Regions from separate parts of the Sus scrofa genome. Here regions 1, 3 and 4 are each linked to region 2. Evidence: chromatin contacts called from public Hi-C and promoter capture Hi-C data. All regions are on one chromosome and are shown on one strand. The core of a region is the stretch at or near the end of the contact, and the rest is flanking DNA. Distances in the headings are between cores, read along the strand shown.

Region 1 (4,103 bases), core at 202-2,701, 120 kb before region 2:
CAGCATCTGGTATGTCTCAGGCAGTTCCACAGACTGGAAGATGGTATGCAAGCGACGACAGTCCCGAGGCCAGAGAGCTGCCAGTGAGAAGAACAGGAGTCAGTGGAAGGGGGACCCAAGAGGTCTTGTGTAATAATAATAATAACAAGAGTTCCCACTGTGGATCCTCTGACTAGTGTCCATGAGAATCCGGGTTCGATCCCTGGCCTCACTCAGTGGGTTAAGGTTCCGGTGTTGCCATGAGCTGAGGTGTAGGTCGCAGAGAAGGCTCAGATCCCCCGTTGCTGTGGCTGTGGCTGTGGCCAGCAGCTGCAGCTCCAATTTGACTCCTAGCCTGGGAACTTCCATGTGCCACAAGTGTGGCTCTAAAAACACAAATAATAATAAGGATCCACTAACTGGGTGGTTCTCCAACACAGACGATATTCTCCCCCAATAGCAGAGTAGAATGCTATTGGTATGGAGTGTCTAGAGGCCAGAAACACTGCTTAACACTGTACAGGACAGATACTACAACAAAGAATTATGGGCTCCAAATATCAATAGCACTGCTGTTGAGAAATGAACTGAATGTTTACTCTGCTTACTAAACACTTTGTACAACCATCCGACTCAGTTGTCAATACAACACCAATAATAAGAGCACAGCTCTGTGACCTGAGGCAAGGATCTTAACCTCACTGAGCCTGGGTTTTTCTAAAATGCAGAAGAAAACAGCATTCAGCTCCTGGGCTGGGAGGGCAAAGAGTCACTAACTATAGCACTCAGCACAGGCTCTGGCAGAGACAGCTCTCAATGAGGGTTCCCTTTATTGTTTGTATTTGGGGTAAGTGGGTCTTGACCAGGCTAAGGAAGCCCTGGCCACAAGTGTCACTGCTGCCACTGCTGGAGAGAAATGAAAATATGGGAAAGGTACTGCATGAAATCATCAACGAGCGCTAATACTTACTGAGCACCTGTAATATGCCAGCACTGTACTAGTGTTTTACCTACTCTGGGATTTAATCCTTATAACAGCCCTATGAGAATAACAGTAATACACTGGCCATTTTAGACATGGGGCAGCTGAGGCTGACAGGGGCTGAGCGTCTGCCAAAGGTCACATATTCAGAGTCTGGGTTCAATTCCAGGCCTGGCTTCTAAAGAAGGGCGCACCTTCAAGCTCCGCGGAGGGTCAACGAGGGAAAGGGGATGTGGATGCAGCGGTGGGAATTGGGATAGCGGTCAGAGAAGGGGTGAGGTTACGCAGGCGCGAGGAGCAGCCTAACTGGGGCAAAGGCCGCGCGCAACCAGAGGAGAATCACCCGCAGGCCGCAGGGGAGAACAGATCGCCGGGACGCAAGCCCGACGGCGGACAGGGTCGCGGTCCCTCCCCACTGTGTGGAGGCGGATTGCACTCACCTCCGCGGACAGGGCCGCAGGCTCGGGCGAGCAGCGCGGCAGCCATGAAGGACTGAGACCGGAGTCAGGTGACAATACTGCACTGCTACCCGGAGACCTCTCAACAGTGAGCAAGGTTCCGGGTCGCGGGGGGCGGGGCCGGCGCGAGCCAAAGGCCACGCCCCTCAGGCATCGGGGGCGGGTCCTCCCGAGTCCCGCCTCCCTCCCAGGAGCTAAAATTTAACTGTCCCGCTTTCGGAGTGCACTCAGGATTTTTAAACTCTTCGAGGGTGGGCTGATCTCTCCTAAAATCCAGTTTAGCTGAGTGAGATGCCCTCTGGGGCCTATGCCCTCTACTTCCCCGACTCCGCGCCCACCACGCACTTGCTATCCTTGCTCCAACCTCACGCAGTAAAAATGTCTGTAAAGCCCCAGGCTAGCATTATGGTTCGGCTATGTAGGCGTTCATAGTTAGTGTTTGCGAGGCAGAATATCATAGAGGATGTTAAGCCGTGGCCAGTTATTAGAGCTGTTGCTCCTATAAAGCTTCATGGGGTTTGGATTAGGATTGCTGCAATTACAAGTGCTATATGACTTAACTGATGAGAAAGCGACTAGGGATTTCAAGTCGGTTTGGTGTAAGCAGGTTGAGCTGGTTATGATTATGCCTCAAAGGGAGAGTATTAAAAATGGTAGGCTGGAGTTCCCATCGTGGCACAGTGATTAACGAATCCGACTAGGAACCATGAGGTTGCAGGTTCGATCCCTGGTCTTGCTCAGTGGGTTAAGGATCTGGGATTGCCATGAGCTGTGGTATAGGTTGCAGACGCAGCTCAGATCCTGTGTTGCTGTGGCTCTGGCATAGGCTGGCGGCTACAGCTCCGATTAGACCCCTAGCCTGGGACCTCCATATGCCGCAGGAGTGGCCCAAGAAATGGCAAAAAGACAATAAAAAAAAAAAAAAAAAGGTAGGCTATAAAGTTTGTTAGTGGGTTAAGAATGGTGGTTACCTGCAGTATGTAGTAGCCTCCCAGTTTTAGCAGGACAGCTGCAGGTACTATTGAGCCTACTCATGGGGCAGCTCCAGCACCTCTGTCAGGTTCCTGCCTCTGGCCTTTTGCAGTCATCCTTCCCTCAGCTAGAGCGCTCCTTCCCTTCATCACTCACTGAGACCTCCCCTGACTTCGGGATGCCAGTGTTTCCTCCCACACACTCTCCATCCCATTATTGTATTTATTCCTGGTAGGTAGCACCCGAAATCTTATCAAATCCCCGCCTATTCTTGTGCCAAGAGGTTGCAAGGGAGTTGGGTTGCTGGGAGGAAGATTTCTTTCCCTCAAAGGGCATGAAGGTAGGGTGGCACTGCTGCTTCCCTGTCCTGGTATGGTCTCACTCCTACCTGTGGGGCAGAGGCCCCTCGGGAACAGGGGTCACTGTGCTCTTGTGCCCTGCCTTTGGTCCTTAGCATCCACCATGGACATCTTCACCCTGCCCAAGAAACTGGCAATTTCACTTGTCCAGCAAAGGTTTCCATTGTCACAGGTATAAGTCAGACTTCCAAGGCTCCCGGGCATGACCCATGTGCACCCAGGCATCCATACATCCCTCCAGCTGCCTTTTCTTCCCCCACAACTCAGCCAGGTGTCTGTCCCCAGCACTGACCCACATGTCAAAAGTTCTGTCTTCCTTCAGTACTTTGCTCTGCTTCCTGTAGATCAATCAAAAATGAGACAGTCTTTCAAATGTTACCTTGTATTTAAAAGAAATGCATTCAAAGGAAAGCCCATAATCTATATAGTTCTTTAAAGCCAACGAATGACTATCACAGGAAAATTGTCTGAGGCTTCTTCACTTTTTATTGCCCTACCCAGGCACCAGCCCTGAGTGAAAGAAAAGAGGAAGTGATCTTGGAGAAACGGCATGAGTGATGGCTTGGAGCGAGATCTTAGTTTTCTGCTCGGGAATTGAACCTGGGCAGCCTGGATGAAAACCAGGAATCCTAGACACAAGCTAGAGGCTAAAAGTAGAACTTCCCTGATTCTTGCCCCCTGTTGAAAGCAAGAGTGTTTCAGGGAGGCAAAGACTGTGAAATGGATATAAAGTTTATTGTTAGAGACACAGTACAGCATGTGGGAGAGCAGAAAATAGTAGTGTTTTTTTTGTTGTTGTTGTTTTGGGGTTTTTTTTTTTTTTGTCTTTTTGCCATTTCTAGGGTTGCTCCCGCGGCATATGGAGGTTCCCAGGCTAGGGGTCGAATCGGAGCTGTGGCCACTGGCCTACGCCAGAGCCACAGCAACGCTGGATCTGAGCCGCGTCTGCAACCTACACCACAGCTCACGGCAACGCCGGATCCTCAACCCACTGAGCAAGGGCAGGGATCGAACCCGCAACCTCATGGTTCCTAGTCGGATTCGCTAACCACTGCGCCACGACGGGAACTCCCAGAATAGTAGTTTATTTAAGTCTAAAACAAAAACGTAATACACACCCTAAAGAGGAATGGGAGTACGGGCATCCCCGAGTGGGGAGCTCGCCAGAGAAGTGATCTAAATCACTTACACAGGACAGTTCTTCCAGGTCTTTGTTTACCTTTAGACCATTATCTTGTTTTATTTTTCACACCTGATTGAGCACAAGGCCCTCTCTGATAAGTGTGAGCATCTTTTGGCAAAGATGGATTTCAGAGCAAAGGATGCCAGGATGGTATCAGGACTTATTATGGC
Region 2 (4,754 bases), core at 805-3,304:
AAGTGGACAGCAAAATCGTGCACAGGACAGCAGCGGTGCAGACAAGAGCCAGGACCACGGAGTCGGATGGCCTGAGGTTCGAATTCTGATTCCGCGCCTTTACAGGATGTGTGACTTTGGTCAGAGCCCCAACTGCATCTATAAAATGAACGCAGTGTTGGGACTGAATTGAAGACTGGAAAGTGTTAGGGGAGTTATTTTAAGGGACTAGACGGTGGGGCGGGGGGAATGGGTAGAGCGGTGGCTGAGACTTTCTCCATACACTATGAGCCTCTGACTCCCCCTGCTGGTCAATGGAGGACGCTGGCAGGACTGGTTTTTGATAAAGAGGTCGCTCGCTGTTGGGTGGGGGGAAAAAAGCCTGGTCCCTCAGCAGGGCTGCTGTTCTCCTTCCTCAGCATCACTCTTTTACGGTGGTGAAGAGTGAGAGGTGGAAAAATTGAGAACTCACTTCAGATCTCTCAGACAATCTATTGTGAAATCCGACTCTCTCTTCTGGTTCACAGGGCCAGCTAAGTCGATGACAATGACACAAATAGCCAGGGATGTGTATAAAGAGCTAGTTACAAGGCTGGACAACTAAGTACTGGCTATAACAAGAAAATCTGGAATTAATTTAAATATCCATCATGGAAATATTGACTAGATCAGCAGTGGTACATCCAAACAATGCAGTCTGGGGCAACTGAAAAATAACTTTGTAGAACAGCTGGCATGAAAATATAGTCAAATGACAAGAATGAATCTTACAGACATTATGTTGAAAGAAAGGAGCCAGACATGCACGCACACACACACAAATATGCTGCTGGAGATTTACATTTATATAAAGTTCCAGAAGAGAAAAAGCTAATCTGTCATGACAGAAGTCAGAATATAGGCTACTTCTGGGAAGGTTTTTGGCTCGGAAGAGAGCACAGGAACCTTCCTGAGTGTTGGAAATGTTCTATCTCTTAATCTGGGCAGTGGTTGCAAAAGTTTATACATATATAAAAATTCATTGAGTTATGCACTTAATATGCATTTTATGTATGTTATGCCTCAGTTTTTAAAAAGATATTCAATGTGAGGGGAAAGAAGAGTAGTAAACAGTATGATCCTATTCTTAAAAAGAAAATGGAAAATATAAATTATCATACAGTGGAAGGTACATCTCGTACCTTTTTTGTCTCAGGGCCCCTTTCCATTCTTACTAAATTATTGAGGATCCCAAAGAGCTTTTGTTATGTGAAATATATTGATACTCACTATGTTTATTAAAACAGAAATGTTTAAAACACCATGCACAATTCTCTTAGCCATCAGAGCAATGTCAGCACATGTCACTGGCCTCTGGAAAACTTTACTGTCCACTCAGAAAGTGAAAACAGCAAGTAACACCTTAGTGTTACTACAAAAGTAATTTGACCTCGGGGGACTCCCTAAAAGAATCTGGGAAAATCCAGTGGTTCCTGGACTTCACCTGGAAAACCACTGGAACAGGGGTAAAATGTTGGAAGAAAATCCACTACATGATAAATTATTCTCTCTAGGTGCTGGGATTATAACTTATTTTTATTTGCTTCTTTGTGCTTTTCTGTTTAAAAACAAAAACAAAAAACAAACCAAAATAACCAGAAAATATAACGACCACGGATTGTTTTTGCAAAAAAACAAAAAAACAAACAAAAAAAAACAAGCCAATACACCCAACTCCATAAGGTTATTGAAAGGCCTAAACAGTAATAACATATTTGGCTGTATGGAGAAATTAAACCGAGCTCCAAACTGAGAATAAGAGTCCGATTTCCCCTATCAATCCCTGGCCTGGGGGGTGCAAGGTCTTGTGCTCAAATGTTCCACCGTCCAGCTTGGGTACTATGTTGCAAGGTAATGGAACGTCCTGGAGGTTCCAAATGCCTCAGCTGCATCCTAAACAGCAAACTCTGGCGTGGAGCACAACCACTCATCACAACGGGTTCAGTTGAAAGTCTAAGCGAAGAAATGAGCAGGACGCCTGCGCTCGGCAGAGGGAGGCGGAGCTCAAAGGAGACTGACACGGGGCTCCGCCTACATTCTAGTTCCGCCTCCCTCTCTGAGTGGCTGCCAGGCCAACTTCCCATTGGCCGCCGACGAGAAGGCAGACATCCGGTTTGAGTGTCTGGACGCCCGAGGCGGATACGAACATGGTGCGCTTCAAGCACAGGTAAGCAACCCTTATTCCTGTCCCTGCGGTCCTGGCCCCGGCCCAGCACTCACCGCCCTCTCGCCTGCCCCAGGTACCTGCTTTGCGAAGTGGTGTCTGAGGACCCCCGCTGCCGTCTGAATCTGGAGGACCGAGTGCTGGGCGGCCTAGTACGGGACACGATCGCGCGCGTGCACGGAACTTTCGGCGCGGCCGCCTCCTCCATCGGCTTCGCGGGTGCGAGGGTGTTGGGGAACCAGGAGGATGGCGGGATCTGGAGGGAGCAGTGGCCATTGGAGGGAGAAAGAAGGGGCACGGGCGACCTTGGAAGCTGCCAAGCCCTGTGCACCATTTTATGTAGGGTGTCGTCCTTTTTAGGAGTTTCAGAACCCGAGCCTGAGGTCTGCTTGAGTCCAAACTTAAGCGGAGAGCTAATACCAGTAGGCAGTGGGCAGAAAATACCAGTCGGCAGAAACCCCTATACTATTTGACGTGTGGTTTTTGATTGAGTTTAATAGGATGATGAAAACTAAATGAGGAAAGACTTGTATAGTTCCGAGTAAGTTATTTGACGGGTTACTTTGACATCATATGAAAAAAGCATTGTCAGAATTACCCCTGAAAAGCCCTGCATAGGGGCCTGTGAAGTACAGAATACACAGTTGTGTGTATGTGTAAATGCAAGAGAGGACCCTCCTCCACAACCACACTATGTAAATTCATTCCGTTTTTTACCATATGCTTGAAATTGAAATCTGGAGAAGGTAATGTACCTAGAGGCAACCCTTCTACCAAGGTGAGACTCGGTTGCTGGAAGAACCTACATAGCCCAGTTGCAGAACTTGTTTTTCAGCTAAGGGAAAACATCCTTCTGAAGAGTATGGATTTCTGCCACCCCCCTCCTTGGGTTAACTAGTTTGTGAATTAAAAGTGCATTTTAGGAGTTCCCTTTGTGGCTCAGCAGTTAAGGAACCTGACTAGGATACAGGAGGATGCATATTAGACCTCTGGCCTCTCTCAGTGGGTTAAGGACTCAAGGTTGCCCTGAGCTGTGTAGGTGGCAGAGGCAGCTTCGATCCCGAGTTGCTGTAGCTGTGACATAGGCCTGCAGCTTTAGCTGATTCAACCTCTAGCCTTGGAACTTCCATATGCCATGGGTGTGGCCCTAAAAAGCAAAAAATTAAATTCTAAATTCATTCACCAATTCTGAGTGGTATGTAAAGGCCCTAGATGTTATTTATCTCCCATTATTTTCCTTCAGAAATCAGTTTTTACTCATTGATGGCATCCCAAGTGCCACCGCCTTGAATGTTTTCTGGTACATAGGCTCTCAGTTACCTGAAGATTTTTTTTTTTTTTTGCTTTTTTTAGGGCTGCACCCACAGCATGTGGAGGTTCCCAGGCTAGGGGTCGAATCGAAGCTACAGCTGCCAGCTTACACCACAGCCACAGTCTACACCATAGCTCATGGCAACGCCAGTTCCTTAACCCACTGAGCAAGGCCAGGGATCGAACCAGCAACCTCATGGTTCCTAGTCAGATTTGTTTCCGCTACGCCATGACAGGAACTTCTACCCTAAGATTTTAAACGTGCTCCTGAGAATCCATTTTCCCAAAATGATTTTTTTCCTGCTGCAGTGCGATACCTCAATGCCTATACCGGAATAGTGCTACTTCGATGCCGGAAGGAATTCTATCGGCTCGTGTGGTCAGCTCTTCCCTTCATCACATACTTGGAGAACAAAGGACACCGTTATCCGTGTTTTTTTAACACCTTACACGTGGGAGGTAGGGGTGCATGTGTTATGGCTGCTGATTTTCAATAGGAAACAGGTTCAGAGTTCAGTCTTCAATAGTGGGTGGGTCCTCCTGCTACCTTGCCAAGAGCAAGATAATTTTTCCTAGCTCTGCAAGACTCTGAGGCAAACACCTTTTGCGAGCTGTTGACTGCAAAGCTCTTTCTTGTGTCAGGTACAATTAGAACATGTCAGAAGTTCCTCATTCAGTACAATAGGAGACAGCTGTTGATTTTGTTGCAGAACTGCACTGATGAAGGTAAGCCCTGCTAGCCCCGTGCCCACTGAGCAGTGACTGACCTCCTCCAGCTGAATGAGAGGTCACTTCCAGAGACTTTAATAATCCATGCTCTTTCTCCAGGAGAGCGGGAAGCTATCCAGAAGTCTGTTACAAGAAGCTGTTTACTAGAAGAGGAGTCCACTGGGGAGGAGCTTTCAGATAGTGGCGGTGAGGAGGCTGCTGAGACAATGGAGTGAACTTTTGCAGGCTGCGTTGCGCCTAAGCTTCAGGGCCTACTTGTTGGACAGGGAATTCTGGGAGGCACTAGCACCTTCTACAGTTCTCAAACTGGATGACTGCTGATCAGTGGCCAGTTACCAGCTCAAAATGAATTGACTTATTGTTTAAAACTTGCCGGAGTTCCCGTCGTGGCGCAGTGGTTAACGAATCCGACTAGGAACCATGAGGTTGCGGGTTCGGTCCCTGCCCTTGCTCAGTGGGTTAACGATCCGGCGTTGCCGTGAGCTGTGGTGTAGGTCGCAGACTCGGCTCGGATCCCTTGTTGCTGTGGCTC
Region 3 (4,279 bases), core at 1,335-3,834, 98 kb before region 2:
TTCCCAGGCTAGGGGTCGAATCGGAGCTATAGCCACTGGCCTACGTCACAGTCACAGCAACGCCAGATCTAAACTATGTCTGTGACCTACACCACAGCTCATGGCAACACTGGATCCTTAACCCACTGAGCAAGGCCAGGGACCAAACTGTGTCCTCATGGATGCTAGTGAGATTTATTTCCGCTGAGCCACCATGGGAACTCCTGTTTCATGTTTTACAAACTCTCTCTCCAATAAGATGACAAACTTGAGAGCCACTGATTATTCTGTAACTCCCCAAAGTGCTGAAGTTGGCTCTGCATCTTTAAAGGGTACTCAATAAATAACCTGCTGAATAGAACAGACTTTAAGAAGAGTAATAAAGGAGTTCCTTTTATGGCTCAGTAGTTTAACCAACCCGACTAGGATCCATGAGGATGCAGGTTCAATCCCTGACCTCACTCAGTGGGTTAAGGATCTGGCATTGCTGTGAGCTGTGGTGAAGGTTGCAGATACGGCTTGGAGTTGCTGTGGCTGTGACGTAGGCCAGCAGCTACAGCTCTAATTTGACCCCTAGCCTGGGAACCTCCATATGCCATGGGTGAGGCCCTAAAATAGCAAAAGAAAAAAAAAAAAGTAACAAAATCCAGAGGTCACCAAGCTGACTTGTGACTTTCTCCAATAAGCTTCTGAGGTGGGTTTGAGCAATAAGACCAATCTCAAGTTCCTTTTTAGGACCTGAGTGCCCCCCACCCCTGCCAGAATGCTGCTTAGGGTCAGACATTAAGGTGGCCTATTGCAACAGGACTGAAGGTGTCTCTGGAGTGCTGGTACTAAAGTTCGATCCCTGGCCTGGTACAACGGGTTAAGGATCCAGCGTAGCTGCAGCTGCAGCATAGGTCACAACTGTGTGGCCTGGGAACTCCATATGCCAAGGAGAGGTGGGGGGCGGGGGTGGGTGAATAGTGGCCTAGTTCACCTTTGATATCAGGGGAAAGCATGAGGTAAGAAAGGTGAGGTGATGAGCATTTCAGAGACTTCAGAGCCCCAAATGAAAACTGGGTCAGAACAGAAGCAGCTTCTTCACAATGTGTCAATGAAACAGAACAGCAAGACCTTCTAAAGATATATTCAGGGATGCAAAGGACAGTCCCAACCCATGTAGTGATGGAAAATGGAGGTAACGAACATATCTAAAATCAATTAAAACTAGTTTAGGAGATGGGAATTCCCTTTCATCCAGGCTGGACCAAGGCCCAGCTCCCCAAACTGCCATCCTCAAATCACTGGCGTGGCCTCTGGCTCCCTGAGGTACACCTGAGCGCCCCTGGCCTGTGGACTAAAGCAACTCAGCAAATGACAGGACGGCAGCCATAATCCATCAAGGAAGCACTAGTGCTTCAGGGCTATAAGTCTGGAGGAGAGGGTGGATGGGCTGGGCAAACAGGGTCTAACCAACCGACTGCAAACTCTTTTAGGGAGAAAGAGTAGCAAGAGAAAAGGCATCCAAGTCAGGGCTTGACCTGGAAGAGAACAGAAAAAGAGAGGAGAGCCAGGACAGAAGGTGGGTTATATATTTCTTCCCTTCTACCAATGAAAAGGTGTAGGATGGTTGCATTTTATTCAAGAAACACATTTCCGACATCCTGACATCTTAATTTACTAGAATAAGTGTCAAAAGCAGGATTCACATTTTGGATTTTGTAAGTAAACTGAAACTTTATTTTATGCGGCAGTTTTAAATTTGCATGAAATGCCACAGCAATATATTTGAGGAAGGAAGAACCCATCTGCACACAAAGGGGCAACGCTTGGGACGCAAAGAGGTAGGGGGCCAAAGGCAGGCTGGAAAGGAGGGAGGGGCTGTCAGGGGCCCGGAGTGGAGAGAAAGGTAGAGAAAGCAGGTAGGGGTCTGGACTGGCAGAGGGCTGCAGAAGCTGGCAGCAGTCAGGTTGAGGCGGACTAGCTGAACAGGAACTTCACTGATAGCTGGGGGACAGGGGCGCACCTACCAGGGTCAGGAAGCTAAGGGGGCTCCCTACCCAAACAGATCCAGCTGAGGGGCCGGCCACGGGGAAGCCTGGCATGGCGGGACTCGGGGGAGAACAAGCTCAAGGAAAACCCCTCCCAATCAGGTCTAGTTGAGGGTGGGCAGCGAAGACCCAGCCGGGCGGAGCAGTGGGCAGCGCGGCCTGGCCGGTCGGGGGCGCTTGGGTGGACCCCCGGCGGCTGGGCGAGCGGCCAGCGGCCGGCTCCGCCGAAGCCTACAAGGGGCCCGGGGCCTGACACGAGGGGAGGGCGCGGCCAGCCCTGCACTCACTCTCGGTGACCCGGCTGAGGCGCAGGACGTGGTCGGGCCGGATGGTGTCCAGAGCCAGCAGCTCCTGCTCCGTGACCACAGCCCCGATGCCGTCGTCGGCCGCGTGGTGGGGTGCCTGCCGCCGCGCCTTGAGCCGATTCAGGACGCCGCCGCCCGCCTTCTTTTTCTCTTCCTTGCCAGCCACTAGCCCCCCGGGCCCAGCCGCGGACCCCACGGCCGCAGCCTTCGAGTATGACCCACTCATCGCTCCGCCGCCAAGATGGCCGCCGCCTCCGCAGCGCCGTAACTATGGAGAGCGGGGGCGGGGCGGGGCCGGGGGCGGGGCCGGGGCGGGGTCTGCGGGCGGTGTCACCACCGCCTTCTCGCCCGCGTTGGTCAAGCCAGGTGGCTGGTACCTTAGTACTCCAGATCTCCTCGAATGTTTAAAAAAGTATTTCGTACAGTCAAATGACTTTCCGTCATATAAGATGTAAACATGGCATCTTGAGAAAGTGTTTGTTCATCTGTAGCCTAGAAGGTAAGTTGACAGTGCTTGCTATGCAAAGGCAGCTTTCCAACGAGATTGCCATTCCTAAACGCTGCTGTGCCAAGCTTTGGGCTAGACACTGGTCTGGGCTGCAGGGAATATAAGAATAGGAGAGAGGGCAAGGCTTGGGTCCGCCTTGTTCATCACTGTATTTGGGTAGTCTAGCTAATGCCTGACACATGGTAAGTGCTCAATAATGATTAAATGAATGTGTGAAGGAAGACCTGTACATCGCTTCACTATGGAGCTCCCACTTTGTTGGGAAAGGCTGCAAAGTACATAATTCATCAGATGCCCCTTCCTCTTGACCAGCCCAGTAAGTATGAATGAACCAGAGGCCAAACCAGACTGCTAATTGCTGCAGCAGAGGTGCTGCCAAAGTACACAGGAGGGGTCTGGGGCATGAAGGAAAGCTTCAGGGCTGACATCTGCACCTGAGCCTTGAAAATTAACCATGATTTCAACAACTGGAGGAGGTGAGTGGGAGGAGGGAGGACACTGCCCTCTTACACCCCAAGTGGCTCCTTCTCTAGAGATTCTGGATCCATACTCTTCTGTGTGGGAGGCCTGGGCCTCTCTGATGCAAAGTGTGTCTGCTAGGTCACCCTCAGCCAGTCTCAGGCCAAAGTGAAACCCCACCCTCTTCCCTGGGTCAGCCTCAAAGGCTTGATTTGTGCAGGCCTTGCTGGGTCCCTCTCACCCGATATGAGGGGTTTGGGAGGGGCTGACAGGCCTCGCCTTGTTCCTGGACAAAATCCAATCCTGACTCCATCTCAGTCGCCTAGCCTGGTGGTACAGTATGTGAGCAAGTTCCTATCTAATTGCTGACCTGACTTTGAGAGATTACCACCCGGGTGGGATTTCTCAAACAGTTCAGGGAAATTTGAAGATGTGTACAAAGAATTAAAGTCCTACCCTTTGCAGACAATTCTTTTTAAACTATTCAGCAATGAGTGGTTACTGAAGAATTTCCAGAACCCTTAATATTCTACTTGATTGTTAATGTCCAAGGTAGGGGTGAGGGGTTAGCATGAAGCCATTTCCTACAATCTCTTGCTCACTGAACCTTTGTTCTCAGACCACCAGGACTAGAGTTACCTGAACCCCACCTTTTCTCTTTTTAGGGATGATAAGAAACGTTTTGATCCCTTTACCTGGAATTCCACATAGCCTACATGTATGCACAAAGATGTTTGCTATAGGACCACATGTTTGCTATAGGACCATTATGGCCATTCGTAATGTTGAAAACTTACAATAAATTACAGTTGCATTCATTTATGTTATGCAGCTGTTACAAGGAATGAGCTTGATCTCTATGTATTAGTATGGAGAGATCTCAAAGATAGATTAAGTGGGGGGGAACAAGGCACATAATCCCATTTGTTCAAAATTTTACAGTATGTGAATATTTGTATTCATAACTGCAAAGGAAGGAGTTTGGATATACACTG
Region 4 (4,275 bases), core at 1,360-3,859, 76 kb before region 2:
CTACCACAATTAGTGAAAATAGCTGCAAGAGGTAAGGGTCTCCAAGTGCCTGGCACACCCTTACCAAACAGTGTCAGAGAAGAGCAGAGCTGTGCTTGCCTTGGTGGTGCGGACTCCTTAAGAGCACAGAAAATAGAGAGCTGCCTTCTGAGAGGAAAATTAATCACTTCTCAGCCCCAGACCTAATGCCAGCAAAACACTGCTCTCTGGAGTCTGCTAAGTGCCATGTTGCAACTGGCTAGTCGGAGCTACAAGCTGCAAACTGACAACGGCCCTCCACTTTCCATAATGCTGCTACAATTCATGCTACTCTCCTTAATGCTGCTACAATTCATGTCCAAATGGACCGTCAGAGTGGAGCTGGGAGCCTCCAATTATAGACTGCCAGGATCTAAGACAGGACCCCAGTACCTGTGAGCTTTGGTCATTTGGTAATACTCTTCTGAAGGAACTATGACCATGAGCCAATAACCCAAGGATAGAGAGAGAGCCTGGCTGACTGCTGACCAGGTGAAAAAGTAAAATAAAGTAAAGTAAAGCAAAACAAAACAAAACAAAACCCACCTCCACCAGCAAATTAAAACCAGGATTTCTGAATAAGGGGAGTAACTGAGGACTAAACCTGTGTGGTGGTAGCTCCCTCCTCTGCACAATGGACCCAACAGGGTAACAGAACCTACGTAAAGCCTGTTAAACCTAAGGAACCATCTGTACAGTGTCTCCCCACAGCTATCTGAAGAGGCAAAGTCCACAAACGGTCTCTAATTTCCTCCAGGGCTCCTTCCTCCCTGTTCATACCCATGAAGAAAGAGGAAGGGCCCAGGATGGAGATAGCAATGATCTTCTGTTCTTAAGTCTGGCTTTGACTGCTGTTACAGCCAAAGACCAGGGCCCTGACTCAGCTGAACCCAGGCTACTGAGACCTCCATGCCAGGGCTAAATAAATTCCAGAGCTAAACTGAAGACACACACAGAGAGTTTTGGAAAACAGCCCTGGGTCTCAACACCCTCACATGTATGGAAGCAATAAACCCTCTAATATAATAAACTCCAGGACATTGCAATTAACTTGGAAGAATTTAAGTTAAACCCTTTAGGAAAGGCAAGATCCAAATCTGGGCATCGTGGGGGGAAAAAAAAAGAGAGAGAGAAAGTCTGTCTCCTAGTTTTCTGGAGATGGCGTATTGCCGATTTGGCAGCTTCTGAACCCAGCATACAGCATAAATCTCCTTCCAACACATGAAGCAAGAACTTCCTTCTTAAACCTGTTTTCCAATCCTACTGACAGAAGACAGAGAGTCCAGAGCAGATATTCCCAGAGTCGTCTGGCATGACCTACATCATAAGGCCCTGGTGCAGAAACCTGGGTTTAATCTACAGGTCTAAAATTTTCATTTTTCACCCGCTCTCCTGGCAGTTCTTACACTGACTTTGAGAACTGTTCGGCTCTGTAAAAATGACTGCTGTTCTATCAATTAAATCAAATCATTTTCCCCATAAGATGGAATCACACCTCTCAAGACCACTGAGGGTAGGTTCTCTGCACTGGCGGATAGAATATTCGGATCTTACACTGACTGACCCAGTTGAAACACCACCAGCCTCCTGCGCAGTAAGGTTTCAATATAACCACCCTCTAGGGAGGGCCTGCAGCTTCTACTTTTAAGCACACACACCCTCCTCGCTCCAAAGGGGGGTGGGGGAGGAGGCTACAATCAAAACTTTCCTGGCCTATCCTCTTCAAAATTCCTTTTTTTTCTGGCTAAGAATCAAGCCCAGCTCCTGCACAAGAGATAAGAAAAGTGGCCGATTTCTGGGTCGGCAGGAATCTACCAGAAACTGACTTGAAAGGAGAGCAAAACCACCAGGAGAGAGACACCGATAACCGAAAAACCTGTGAGGCCTCGAGGTGGCAATAGGCCGCCCTCGTCTTTACTTTCCCAGCTCCCGTGGAGGTGAGAGGTTACGAAAATGCAGAGTGCGAGGTCCAAATATAACTTCTCGCCAACTCTGACTCTAAGGCTCTTGGTAGCTTCAAATCAGCACCAAGCTCTGGGCTCTTATCGGGTCACCGAGGAAACAGTAGAGAGAAACTTCACTCCAGAGACGTGGCTTGGGCTTGGGGCCCGCAGCCCTCGGCGTGCTGCGCCCGGCAACGCAGGCCCAGGATCCAGAGACTCTACCGAGGGGCTCTCACCTCGGCCCACCCGGCCTTCCAGAGGGTCCTTGCGGAAGTGGATCCCGTGCACGTCCACATGCGCCTCCCCGCCCGCGTTAACGGCCCAAATCACGCTCTCGGGCAGCCCGGCCCCCGCCAAGCCAACCACGCCGAACCCCGGCTCCCGGAGCGCCGGCAGCAGCAGGAGGAGCAGCAGTCGCAGGAACGCCACAGCGGCTCCCTCAACCGCCCGGGCGCCCAGCATGGCGGCCACCACAGCGGGGGCAGCCTCCGCCGAGCCTAGTTCTCAGCCGGCCGCCAGGCCGCCCCGGACTCAGAAAAACAGCGCCACGGGCCGCTGTGCCTCAGCTGCTGGGGACATGTCGCTCTCAGGCCTCTTTCTCAGCCACGGTGCCGCCTCCCACCTTGGGAACAACCTACCCCAGCGCCCAGCCCCCGGCCACGACCCTGCATCCAATCAGCGCCCAGCCCTCATTAATTATCCACCACCCCGCCGGGAGGCATCCTCCCATTGGCTGCCACACGCGAGAAGGGGCGTGGCTACTCCCAGGCGCCAGCCCAACCATCAGGCACGAGAGGGAGCGCGCGCAGAGGTTGGGAGTTCGGTTGAAGCGGCGGTTCAGTGCGGAAGTGGTAGGGTGCAGCGCCCAGGCGGCCCCGGAATTCCGCAGCTGAATAAGAAAGGTGGACTGGGGGGAAGGTTTAGGGTAGGGCGCACTGACACGTCGCCAGCACTTCCGGTGCTCCAGATTTGGGGGACTGAATAGGTTCCTGAGGGGGCGTTACTGACTTTCCCGCCCCCTCTTTCTCTGGGCATAAACATAAGCTCTAGGAAGAGCAGTGGACATCTTCCGACCTGAGACTTAGTCTTTTTCGCTGAGTGAGGCATAAAACCCGTCCTCCCCCAGAAAGGCCACAAGCACAGGTTTTTCAGGGAAAGGGTCCCACGAGGACGAGATCCCGCCCCCACCCCTAAGAGGATTCGGGGCTGGTGGTAGCGTCCAGATAGCCGTCCAATCAGAAGCCTCCAACGCAGCGGAAACGCGTGGCTTTTGGGGGCGGGGCTCCAGGCTACCCGGGTTTCCATGGCGACAGCTGTGAAGGGGCGGGGCTGGGGCTTTCCCGGCCCAGGCAAAGGGACCGGAGGGCGCTTCTCTAGCTGGAGGTTCAGCAAAGGCTTGATCACTGGTCCCACCCTGCTCTGGCAGTTTATCCAGCGCTCTCCTCCCTTCGCGATCCCTTTGCCGTGGTCGCTGCCAGAACTCCCACCTCTCGGATGAACTGTGTCTCAGGAGCCGAGTATTGCCCAAGGGATCACATCGCAAGTTTAGGGCGGAGCCAAAGCAAAATCCCGTTTGTTCCACAAATATTTATCGAGACCCTTCTGCTAGATTTAGCAGATAAAACACAGGAAGCCCAGTTAAATTTGAATTTCAAATAAGTGGAACATACTTAAGCTAAAAATAATTTATTGTTTGCCTAAATTCAAACTTAACAGAGTTTTTTTGCTTTTTATCTGACAACCCTGCCTACTACCTGCCAGGCAATTTGTTTTGTGCAACGACGAACGAAATCACACCCAGGGTCCAAAATGAGAATCACAGCCCCGGGAGTTTCCGGTGTGGCTCAGCGGGTTAAGAACCTAACAGTAGTATCCACGAGGATGCAGTTGGATCCCTGGTCTTGCTCCTTGGGTTAAGGATCAAGCATGCTTTGGGGCACATATGGCAGCGAACTTCCATGTGCCACAGGTACTGCCCTAAAAAGAAAAAAAGAGTTCCATCCTGGCTCAGAGGAAATAAATCTGACTAGTATACATGAGGACAGACACAGGTTCAATCCCTGCCTTCACTCACTGGGTTAAGGATCTCGTGTAACTGTGGCTGTGGTGTAGGCCGGCAGCTGTAGCTCTGATTTGACCCCTAGCCTGGGAACCTCCATTTGCTGTGGGTGTGGCCCTTAAAAAAAAGAGAGAGAGAGAATCACAGTCCTGATTCAAGTTTCGTTAGAACAGAGATTAGTGCTCTAAATCAGAAAAGTGGGGTAACAAAATGGAGTATAAGTGGGGGATTTAAATGCACCTGAAGAGATAAATA

Evidence for each region. Promoter capture Hi-C pulls out the DNA fragments that hold promoters and counts their contacts. A called contact is a pair of places that touch in the nucleus more often than the background predicts.
Region 1: a Hi-C map of retroperitoneal adipose tissue shows a contact between it and region 2, with 1.8 times the contacts expected there. The contact joins the promoter of ACADS here to the promoter of POP5 in region 2. A contact is called at or near these places in 1 of 5 promoter capture datasets (liver), 10 of 47 Hi-C or Micro-C datasets (embryonic fibroblasts, epiblast stem cells, heart right ventricle and 6 more) and 1 of 2 datasets of contacts at active chromatin or transcription factors (alveolar macrophages).
Region 3: a promoter capture Hi-C map of fetal skeletal muscle shows a contact between it and region 2, with 4 times the contacts expected there. The contact joins the promoter of UNC119B here to the promoter of POP5 in region 2. A contact is called at or near these places in 3 of 5 promoter capture datasets (fetal skeletal muscle and liver), 22 of 47 Hi-C or Micro-C datasets (alveolar macrophages, blood, brain and 13 more) and 2 of 2 datasets of contacts at active chromatin or transcription factors (alveolar macrophages and skeletal muscle).
Region 4: a Hi-C map of liver shows a contact between it and region 2, with 2.2 times the contacts expected there. The contact joins the promoter of MLEC here to the promoter of POP5 in region 2. A contact is called at or near these places in 1 of 5 promoter capture datasets (liver), 4 of 47 Hi-C or Micro-C datasets (embryonic fibroblasts, epiblast stem cells, heart right ventricle and 1 more) and 2 of 2 datasets of contacts at active chromatin or transcription factors (alveolar macrophages and skeletal muscle).

Annotation. Positions count from the first base shown.
Region 1 is chr14:40,640,263-40,644,365 of Sscrofa11.1, reverse strand. It overlaps ACADS (acyl-CoA dehydrogenase, C-2 to C-3 short chain), which reads right to left and starts at 1,451. Exons shown (of 10, transcript NM_213898.1): 1 at 1,402-1,451; 2 at 1-77. The coding sequence starts at 1,447.
Region 2 is chr14:40,523,234-40,527,987 of Sscrofa11.1, reverse strand. POP5 (ribonuclease P/MRP protein subunit POP5) reads left to right here and starts at 2,054. Exons shown (of 5, transcript XM_001925378.5): 1 at 2,054-2,185; 2 at 2,259-2,401; 3 at 3,803-3,952; 4 at 4,136-4,219; 5 at 4,322-4,754. The coding sequence starts at 2,166. The coding sequence ends at 4,437.
Region 3 is chr14:40,622,501-40,626,779 of Sscrofa11.1, reverse strand. It overlaps UNC119B (protein unc-119 homolog B), which reads right to left and starts at 2,584. Exons shown (of 5, transcript XM_003132916.6): 1 at 2,300-2,584. The coding sequence starts at 2,543.
Region 4 is chr14:40,600,316-40,604,590 of Sscrofa11.1, reverse strand. It overlaps MLEC (malectin), which reads right to left and starts at 2,609. Exons shown (of 5, transcript XM_001928694.6): 1 at 2,198-2,609. The coding sequence starts at 2,423.